2 separate regions of the Mus musculus genome follow, and region 1 is linked to region 2. Evidence: chromatin contacts called from public promoter capture Hi-C data. All regions are on one chromosome and are shown on one strand. Each heading gives the region's core, a stretch centred on a gene start, on an enhancer-like site or on the middle of the called end of the contact. The rest is flanking DNA. Distances are from core to core; before and after follow the strand shown.

The links. Capture Hi-C pulls out chosen DNA fragments and counts their contacts.
Region 1: a contact with region 2 is called in a promoter capture Hi-C map of liver. The contact joins two enhancer-like sites. A contact is called at or near these places in 1 of 39 promoter capture datasets (neutrophils), 1 of 484 Hi-C or Micro-C datasets (nephron progenitors) and 3 of 9 other capture datasets (adipose tissue, liver and pancreatic islet).

Annotation. Positions count from the first base shown.
Region 1 is chr11:61,544,093-61,548,946 of GRCm38.p6, reverse strand. Epn2 (epsin 2) reads left to right here. Exons shown (of 11, transcript NM_001252188.2): 3 at 2,036-2,797; 4 at 4,619-4,789. The coding sequence starts at 2,203. Among named protein-coding and RNA genes, the nearest start is that of Epn2, 33 kb to the left of the region's middle. Within about 2 kb of position 2,311, at least 12 of the 459 cell types and tissues checked have an H3K27ac peak or open chromatin away from gene starts, as enhancers often do. A contact at or near this core is called in liver, where this site is marked.
Region 2 is chr11:61,387,325-61,392,751 of GRCm38.p6, reverse strand. Gm42081 (a long non-coding RNA gene) reads left to right here. Exons shown (of 2, transcript XR_879912.1): 2 at 182-1,624. Among named protein-coding and RNA genes, the nearest start is that of Gm42081, 7.8 kb to the left of the region's middle. Within about 2 kb of position 3,616, at least 2 of the 459 cell types and tissues checked have an H3K27ac peak or open chromatin away from gene starts, as enhancers often do. A contact at or near this core is called in liver, where this site is marked.

The sequences.
Region 1 (4,854 bases), core at 1,062-3,561, 160 kb before region 2:
ACCTTCTGCTGGAGACAATATAAGGACATTGGAAGAAGGGAGTCTAGCTCTTGCTCTTGCTCCTTCGCCTGCTTGCTGCGTGAGACTGAGTAACTGCTAGATCCTTGGACTATGAGATATTATTTGTGTCAAGTTGACAAGGGGTGGATTGTAGTGGCTATTCCTGGTTGTCAACTTGACAATATTTGGAATGAACTACAATCCGGATTGACTGGAAATCAGAGGTGTCTTTTTCTTCTATGAGGCCCAACCTGTTACTGCATACAGTAAATTACAAGTGAAAAACCTAATTAAATCAGATGTACAGTCACTCTGAAAAAGGTTTTATCTGTTTTCTGACAGGTTTTGGGGATTCATGAAAGCTGAACAGATGGGTAGAGAGGCAGAACATGCCGCCATCTAATGGAGTCAGTGCTCTGGCCTCAGGCACAGACAGGGCTCCTCAGCCTATCTGAGTGAGCAGAGAAGGCAGCTGAGGCTTTATGAATTGTCTCCTTATCTCTGTGGCTGTAGGTGATGAATGACCATTGTATTCTTTGTGTCGCCTTTTTGTTTATTTTTCATGCACCCATTGCCTGCTTAACTGAGTCTTGAAGAAAGAAACTAGGGATGTCTGGTATTTCTCTGACAGAAACACCACAGCAATCCAGGGAGAGGAAGGTTCACTTTAGGTGCCAGGTTCTGGGCTGCCTGAGGATCTGTAGGGAGGGTCTCAGCCTGTTACAGTAGCCAGCCAACTTTAAGATTCCACACCTTGTATTTTATATTTCTGATGGGAAGGAACTACCTCTACTGTTACAAGGAATTAAGCCATAGGGACTGAGCAACTGTAGCAGGGCTGCCGAGGGCCCTTGTTTTCTCTCAAGTCTTCAGTTGTCTTGAGATTTGTTTCTTTATCTTACAGATGAGGATTGTGGCCTGAGGACAGGAATACTGTTTGTAAGTGTAATATCGTTTATTCAGGTGTTTATTTCATGTTGGGCACAGTGTTGGATCCTGGCTCTTCACTGTGAATGGGACAGATGGCGATCACCATACATGCTGGAGATGGGAGATGTGGACCTTACTCTAGCTCTTGTTCATCTGAAGAAAGGAAGGAGATGTGTGCACTGGAGCCTGTGATTCAGCTCTGGGGTTCGGCTTTCCTCTCTGAGATGAGGTGTTAGGCTTGTCCCTGGTCAGAAGATCCTGAGAGCTGGGGTATATGGGGAATGGAAGGTGGTAGTGTAGGTTGTTAGCTTTTCTATAGAAGAGCAGTCAGCATTTCACTAATTCATGCTCAGGAAGGGTCACAGAGAAATGGCACTTAAGGAGAATTTTCTAGGCAGTTAGGGGCTCATGAGCCAAAGCCCAATTTTAAAGTCATAGACAGGCATTTTAGGCTTAAGGTATTTTTGAAATGAGACTTTGTTGCCCCAACACGGAAAACTCTAAGGACTGGACAGGAGTACATCTCAGTGCTGAGGTACATAGTTGATATGCATGTGGCCCAGAGTTCAGTACCCAGCACCAAAGGTTAAAAATACATTTATCACGACATCTCACCCAGTACCTCAGTTTTCCTACATTCGGCTTTTGTTTGGCATTAAAGATAGGCCGCAGTAAAGCCGGGTGTGGTGGTGCACGCCTTTAATCCCGGCACTCAGGAGGCAGAGGCAGGCAGATTTCTGAGTTCGAGGCTAGCCTGGTCTACAAAGTGAGTTCCAGAACAGCCAGGGCTAAACAGAGAAACCCTGTCTTGAAAAAACAAACAAACAAACAAACAAACAAAAAACAAAACAAAAAGATAGGCCACTGCAAGCTAGCCACTCCGGCAAAAACCTTAGGAGATAGAACAATGATCATGGTGTTTGCTTAAGGTTTAAATGAGTTTATTGTTTAGCATGTGGCATTTCTGACCTGATCTTAGTTTTGAAAGCAGGATGGATGTTTTTGTATCCATGGAACTAGGTATGTTCTTGTACACTGCTTGTCTTGGGCTCTCCCATCCTCACCAGTGCTTCTTATAAAAGCAATGTGTTCTTTTTCTCTCTAGGGCATGGCTGCCAGCTTCTGGGACCTGAGGCTTTGGAGGAGGAAATGACTGTGGAGGGCCATTTTGTTCCATCTGCATTTCTGACACGGAAACTTCCTAGGGTGCAGGCTTAGGGGACAGGAAAGTTTCTCTTGAAGGGCTTCACATTTGTAACAAAGAAGATAAAAATGACAACTTCATCTATCAGACGGCAGATGAAAAACATTGTGAACAATTACTCAGAGGCTGAAATCAAAGTCCGGGAGGCCACCTCCAATGACCCGTGGGGCCCATCCAGCTCTCTGATGACTGAGATTGCTGACCTGACCTACAATGTGGTAGCGTTCTCGGAGATCATGAGCATGGTTTGGAAGCGACTTAATGACCATGGCAAGAACTGGCGGCATGTATACAAGGCACTGACACTGCTGGACTACCTTATCAAGACAGGTTCTGAGCGGGTGGCCCAGCAGTGCCGTGAGAACATCTTTGCCATACAGACTCTGAAGGACTTTCAGTACATTGACCGTGATGGCAAAGACCAGGGTATTAACGTTCGAGAGAAATCAAAGCAACTGGTTGCGCTCCTCAAGGATGAGGAGCGGCTGAAGGTTGAGAGAGTTCAGGCTCTCAAAACCAAAGAGCGCATGGCTCAGGTGGCCACTGGCGTGGGCAGCAACCAAATCACCTTTGGCCGTGGCTCCAGCCAGCCCAACCTTTCTACCAGCTACTCAGAGCAGGAGTATGGCAAGGCTGGGGGCTCGCCGGCATCCTACCACGGCTGTGAGTAAACAAAGTACCTCACCTTTATGCGAAAGCTGAGTGGCAGGTGCTGGGGCTGAACACCTGAGCACCTTAGTTCTCAGCCTCTGGCTGAGACCCAGGCGACAGCGTCCTCGATCTAGATTGAGTTACTTACAAAGGGGCTTTTGGTCCCCCTGGCTGCTCTGTGGGTCTTCTGGGAATTTAGTCAAGGCTATGCCATGCTTCTTAAGTTCTTAGGGGAACGTGGACTCCAAGGCCAGTCTCGCCAGATTATTTTTTTGTCCTAGAATGTCAGTCAGCCAAGGGATTGTCCTGCTTTCCAAACCTACAGGGACTCAAATACCTAGTAGCCAGGAGGAAATGACCCTTGTACTTGATCATTTATTTCTGAATCTTGCATTCAGTGTCTTTTTCTACCAACTGAATTGCAGGTCTCTATAATAGCTCAGTCCTTAGTATTTCATTAACCAGACAAGGTTGGATGTCTCTGTTTCACCTAGAAAGGAACACTCTAGGTTAGCATCAGTAAGACTTTCTCCTCACATATGCAAAAGAGTCTCCAGGATTTGATTTGTATGGCTGGGTCTGTGCTGTGCAGGACTGATCTGCGTTCTGATTGTGTGTTGGATCACTTTGGGTCTTTGTTCTATATTCAGAAGACGTTTCAGGGAGAGGAAGTGGTGTTTGGGCCTTGTAGAAGCTGATTTCTGATCCTGCTAGTCTCCTGGGCACTGCCAAGAAGTTATCTCAGGCACACTACACTGTTCATCCTCTATTTCTTAGGGCTGGGCAGCTACTAAGGATCCTGAACTCAGAGAGAAAGGTGGCTCTGGTGGCCCTAGGATGCAGTAGAAACGGGCTTCCAAGCCTATATCCTTCAGAACAGTACATTATGTCAACATAACAGAAACCTTTTTGTTTTTTACTTTCTGAAAGTGAGTCCCCCTGGGTAGCCAGCCTGGCTGCAAACTTGCTATCTTCCTAATCAACCTTCAGGGTGCTGGATGATGGGTGTGTGCTATCTGCATGACCAGCACGGCAGAACACCTTTCCTTCTTAATTTGCTACACACCAGCATTTTCCACTTTTGTATAATAGGCTTCAGTTTGACTTTCTTTGTACCACCATTAGAATTTTGAGGAATGTATTTATTATGTAAGAGATTTACATATCAAAGTCAGGCTTCCTGCCTCTAGGAATTCTAAGTTATTATTAGGGTTGGAGCAGGTTAACATTTTCTTGTATTTCTGGCTATCGTAATTTTCAAGTTTGAGTTGCTTTCTTTAATCTGATGATGACTTGTGAGATAACTTATATCTGAAGGTAGCCGTAAGTCTCTTGAAATCTCCCTGCATTAAGGATTAAGTTGCACACCAAAATAAGCAAACAAACTAATTAATTAAAAAAATAAGATTGGCCCATCAGGAGAAGTTTTATTTTCCTCAAGGTCCCTCCTGTGGAGGATACAAAGCGGGTTGGAACCCTCATAGTTTTAAACAGGGCAGAACATCAAGGTACAGGGTGAGATGGTAGTGTAGAAGCCTGGTTGTTTCATCAGACCCTTCTTACACCATGCCTGAGATCTTTAGCTGTTGATCCTGCCTTGCTTTTAAGGTCCTAATGCTCTGAATGTTCTTATTTTCTAGACTCTGACCTTGAACTGAAATCCAGGGTCAGAGTGTGGCAACAGGCTCTTCATGACCACCAGGCACAGGGCACTGACTTCAGGGATGAGGCAGAACCCTGGGTGGTCTTGGCCTATGTCCCCTACACACTGCTGCGCATCCTCTAATGGTGTGTCTCTTTTTGTGTATGTGTGTGTGTGTCCCTGCTCAACAGCGCCAGAGGCCTCGCTGTGCCCCCAGCACCGCACAGGGGCCATGCTGGGTCAGAGTGAGGAGCTGCAGCCACTGAGCCAGCGCCACCCCTGCCTGCCGCACCTGGGCCTAGCCTCCCACCCTAATGGCGACTGGGCCCAGCCCTGCCTCACTTGTGACCGCGCAGCCCGAGGTGGGACAGCGGTTTACTTTTCTTCATAGAAATGCCATGCAGCTTGCTTAGGGTGGGGCTTGTCA
Region 2 (5,427 bases), core at 2,367-4,866:
TCTCTTTACCTTGAATTTTTTGAATAAAGATAAAAATGATTTGACTGCTGCGGAACGGTTTGCCAATCCCGAGGCATCCTACAAAGGCACAGTCACGTGGAAGGATGTTCTGAGTGGACGATGGCATGGGCCCGACCCTATGTTGGTCTGGGTGAGAGGGTCTGTTTGTGTGTTTACACAGGATCATCGCCAGCTGCTGTGGGTTCCAGAGCGATTGACGAGGATAGTTCAAGATGGACGGGGGTGCCCTGATGAAGCTGCTCCTGGGGGTGATGATGCTGCCTGCAGTGATGACTGAAGATCTGCGATGGGCCCCCTTTTGTAGGGGTATTCGAGATTCGCTGCCCCCATGGACCAGCTGCCAGTCTAGGAAAGCTGCGTGGGCCATGAAAAAATATTTTACCTTTTCTCCTTATATTAGTACCAGTCATAATCAAACGTTTTCAGGGTTTAATTGGACGTATCAAAATCCAGCCCAGAGAGGGGCAAACAATCCCTTTAATGTTTGGCTGTTGTGTGGGATAAATTGGGAGTTGTACAGATCTTTCTTCTTTGAGTATGTTGATGGGTGAGGCGTGGGGAAATACTAGCTTTTATTGGAATGGATCTGTATTATTTGAGTCTTCTGTTATTTAATTTGCTTATGGGAAGAATGTATTCTTTAAGGCCATGCCTGTATGCATTTGGCCTCCTTTTGTATTTTTAGTTTATAATGGTAGTTATTTTGATGATGTTGTAGAGTGTAAGGAGGATAGTTGTTTTTATAGTATGTGTTGGTTGGAATGCTTCTATGTTTTCTTTAGCTATTGTGACCAGAATGCCTAGATTTGTACTATGGCCCGTGCAGACCCCTTCAGTTATGAACTTGTTTAGATCCAAGAGAGGTTTTAGAATAGTTCATATCAATTCCACTCGGGTGGAGGTATCCATGGCTGAAGGACTTGCAAATTGGATTGCCACCGCTATGTCATACCTAAAGGAATGGGTCGGTATTGGTGGATTGGCACTGTGCTGCGTGCTCATCAGTGTCCTGGCCTTTTGGTGTATCTGCCGCATGCAACTTCACCATCGCAGGGATCAAGCTTTGTTGATACAAGCCTTTGCAGCTGTGGAGATGGGACAGTCTCCTCAAGTGTGGCTTGGCATGCTAGGGAAGTAGTCAATGTTGGGTAAGACTCCCTGGATGTGTTACCAACCTAAGACAGGGATCAGACCACTGTTGTCTGTCTCCTGATGACGGGTAAGGAGCATTGTTGCGGGGGGGGGGGGCAACCTAAGACAGGCATTCTCTCTGCCAATTTAAAGAATAAGGGGGAGATGTGAGGAGTGGGTGTGGCCGCAGCCCCAAGATAGCGCCCGGGACTGCTGCTAAGTCTTATGACTGGCACCTGACTTCCTCATATCCCTCAAGATAGCCATGTACCTTGAGCTGCATTGCGCAGATGCACCACGACGTAAGGTCGGATGATGTGACGAATGTAGTCCTGAGCCAATGAACTGTGCCTACGTGGACTGGGCTGAGGGGGAGTGGACTGGAGGGGAAAAAGGGGGATGGCCGAGAGAGGTCGGGGCATTCATTTTCCTGCACATTGTGAAGTTCCTGAATAAACTGCCTTGAGAAGGACGTCAGTTTCATCGCTTCTTTTCTGCTGGTCGGAGACAGTAGGGACACATGACTACATCCTGTCCCTCTTACATTCAGAGATGCGACAGTGTGGGCTCTGGAGGAGAGGGTGTTTCTGTGGCTTCAAGTCTGTGTGTGGATACTACCCAGGCTGGGAAAGCAGCAAGCATCAGGACAGGGTCTGGAGGCTGTTCAGCTTTGAGCCTTCTGAAGTTGATGAAACCCCAGAGACAGAGAAACCCCCTGCAGTAGCTTACCTCAGTCTCTGAGAAGGGCAACTTCTCTTAAGCAGTCTTTAGCTCCCAGGGAGCTGCATGGCTACAAATGAGATTTTAGGACAGGAGCCCCAGCTCTGGCCAGCCCCAGTGAGTTAGGCTTAGCCGCCATCTTGAAATGAGAGATGTAATAATGGAAAAAGCAGACAGGATCAGGGCCTTATCCATATGAGCAGCCAGGAAGAATAGACAAAGGGATCCTGTGCCTCGAGTCTGCCTTGGTGTTTTTTAGTCAAAGCTGACATCTCGATGATCCCTGTTGTACTTTTGGCTCTGCAAAGGGGTCAGAAGAAGTCCTTACTTCTTGGGGACACCTCAGTTCTCAGGATGTGGTTGCTCCTGCTGCACACTGCTGCCCCACCCTTGAGGTTAATTGCCCTCACATGGGGAGTGGGCTGTCCTGGAAGGCTCTGCCCTTCATCTAGCGTCTCTAACAGGATTGTGGTCATTGAGTCGGCTAGCTTTATCTTTGTGCCTTCAGGTTGGAAGGAGTTGAGCTGGGTTAGCTATCCCTGTTTTCTAGGGTGATTAACAGGTGTACCTGCCCTCGAGCACACGAAGCAAAGGTGAGAAGGCAGGTGCACAATGAAGGCAGAGGTGCTGGCCTTTCCTTTCTAAAAGCAAGTGAGGAGGCCGATCTTCAGACAAAAGCAGCTTCCGGGCCCTTGTTTGATACAGCCAGCCCCAAGGGGAAGGGGAGGATTCAGCCTTATGAAGTGCTTTCCTACAGAGGGAAAATTCTCTAAGACAAAGATCAGAAAGAAACTGAATGGCGGTCTGCTCCACTCCTCAGGGTGGACAAACAGTGGCTGAGGGCAGAGACAAAGGGACCAAGAAGAGCACCGAAAGCCATTTACAGTGTATACAGCAGATTAGGGAACTAAATAGGAGACAGTGTTAGTAGGAAATAAACTGAATAGCAGAAGCTCACACACTCCCCCCTCTCAGGGAAGGAACATACCAAAATGTGATTCCTTCTGAGAAAGAAAGACAGATTTGTCTTTGTTGACTCCTGCACACACACACACACACACACACACACACACACACACACACACACACACATGTTCCTGTTTTTCTCCAGGAGATGATAAAGAATCAAGATGATGTGCTGACCTGCAGAGCAGAGGGCTCCATTCTAAACTTAGCCGCGTCCTCTGACTCCTTATGTGATCTTGGAAATTTGCTTTATATTTGCACCATCCAACTTTCCGTCTGTAACATGGAAATAGTGAAGTTTCCAGACTCACGTGGCCAGTGAAAGAGCCCGGTGGCTGTCTGTGCCTTGAGTGAGGCTGGCATAAGCTGTTAGAGACTGGTCCAGTTAGCTGTGCCCTTCTAACACCATGGCTAGGCGCTCACTCGGTCAGTTAGAAGCAGAAGGTTGCAAACAGCCCCAACCTGGATTAAGAGCAGGATTTAGTGTTGTGTGTCTGTAGTATCAGCTACTTGGTAAGCAGAGGCAGGAGGGTCATTTGAGTCCGGGGGTTTAGAAACAGTGTAGGGAACGCGAATATAGTTGAGATTATACCTCAAAAAAAAAAAAAATCAGCAAAATAAGAGGCTGGCAAGGCTCAGTGGATGAAGGCACCTACTGCCAAGACTGATGACTGGAGGATCCACAGGGTAGGAGAAACGTTCTCTCCAGTTGTCCTCTGAGCTCTACAGGCACACCACACGAACACACCCAAGTCAATAAGTGCAACGAAACTTTTAAATAAACAAAACAGCCTTCCCAGACCACAAAACTGAACAAACAAACTGCCACGCACCTGAGAGACAGGAGACTATGGTGAGTTCAAGGTCAGTTTGAGTCAAGTTAAACCCTGTAACAAAGAGACAAACAAACAAACAAACACATGAAATAAAGAAAACTCAAATTGAGACTAAGAATATTCTGCTGTCAGCATGATTTTCTGACCCTGATGTGTTGTAGATAGACCTTTCAAATCCACACCAAAAAAAAAAAAAAAAAAAAAATCAGAAACCAAGACCATCACAGGCAGCCTGGCTCTTATCAGGCAGAGATTTTGACCTTGGCTATTTTGAAAGATAGTGTTTTTGTTGTTGGTGGTTTTGTTGTTGTTGTTTTGCATCTTGCCCTGCCCCACCTCATCAGAACACTGTAGAAGGTGTCTCTGGATGGAGGGGAGAGCCAGAGGAGAGATGGGGTGAGTGGCTGTGAAGGTCTCACTGTAAATACAATAAAACTACTGTGTCTCACAACTGCAGTTACCTACAGAGGGCCTGCATAAGACCCACCATGCCAAAGAGGCCTCATGAAAGAAGGGACTCACGGGCTCCACCCTTTACTGCTGAGCTACTGGAGAGGAAGAACCACCATATTTAGTTGTGAACCAACTGCCGAGCCCACCAGGCTCCCACAGGTAGCTCCAAACCCAGAATGGCACAGCCTTGGTTTGTGACTCAGCGGGTCACAAAACGAACACAGGAGCACGAGAAAGGTATTTTTAAGGAAGAGGGGGATGTGCAAAGAAGGCAATAGAGAGATGGGATAGCATAGGGGGCGACAATGTCATTGCGCATTACCTATTGTGTGTCAAATTGTCCAAGAACAAATTTATTTAATTAAAAAAAAAGTAGAGCCTCTTAACAAGCAAAATCTACCAGCAGGGGGCACTAGTGGCATACTCCAAAGTAGGGGGGGGGGCGCATTTTCTCCCTTTACTGGTTGCTCATAAGCTTTCTTGTTTGAGTAGCCCAGGCTGGTCTGAAACTCTATGTAGCCCAGGCTAGCTTTGAACCATGGTGATGCTCCTGCCTTGGCCCACTGAGTGCTAGGATTGCTTGCATGAGCCACTACATCCGGCTTGTCCATCTGTTCTTAAATGCTATACATTTTTTTTTTCCCAACAAAAAACTTTGGTTTAGGGCTAGTGAGATGACCCGGGTGTTCAGCACTCTTCCAGAGGACCTCAGCATGGTTCCCAGAACCCACATCAGGGGTCTCACAACTGCCTGTTCCACAGGGAGTCTGCTGTCTTTGGGTGTGTGGGCACCCCACTCACATGAGCGCGTGCGCACACACACACACAGAGTTAAAAACAGTAGAAATGAACCTTAAAAATGAATTTGGCTAGGCAATCATGCTCCCCACTGACCCCCCAACCCCCTGAGAGGTGTCACATGTTTAAGGTTGTCATATGCGGATGGAAGTGGAAAACCTCTTTGTTTGAGCCCACCTCCACAAAGTCACCTAAGTGCACCACGGGTGTTCAAAGCACAGTCAGTTACAGAATAGAAGCTACCCCGTGGCCCTGCGGACACACAGGAGCTGTGGTTGCCCCGGTGTTAGAAGCTTTGTCTTCTTAAGAGGTGCTGGGAAGTTTGGGAGGCGAGGCCTAGCAGGAGGACTTCTGGTCACTGGCTGAGTGACTTCAAAGGAAGTGGTGAGACCTTGGCTCTTTTCTATTGCACACTGCAAGTTTGCTCTACCACATGTTCCACCACGTGGCACTGTCTCACCTCAGACCCCAGTGCTAACCACCCAGGGACTGGAACTTTGTT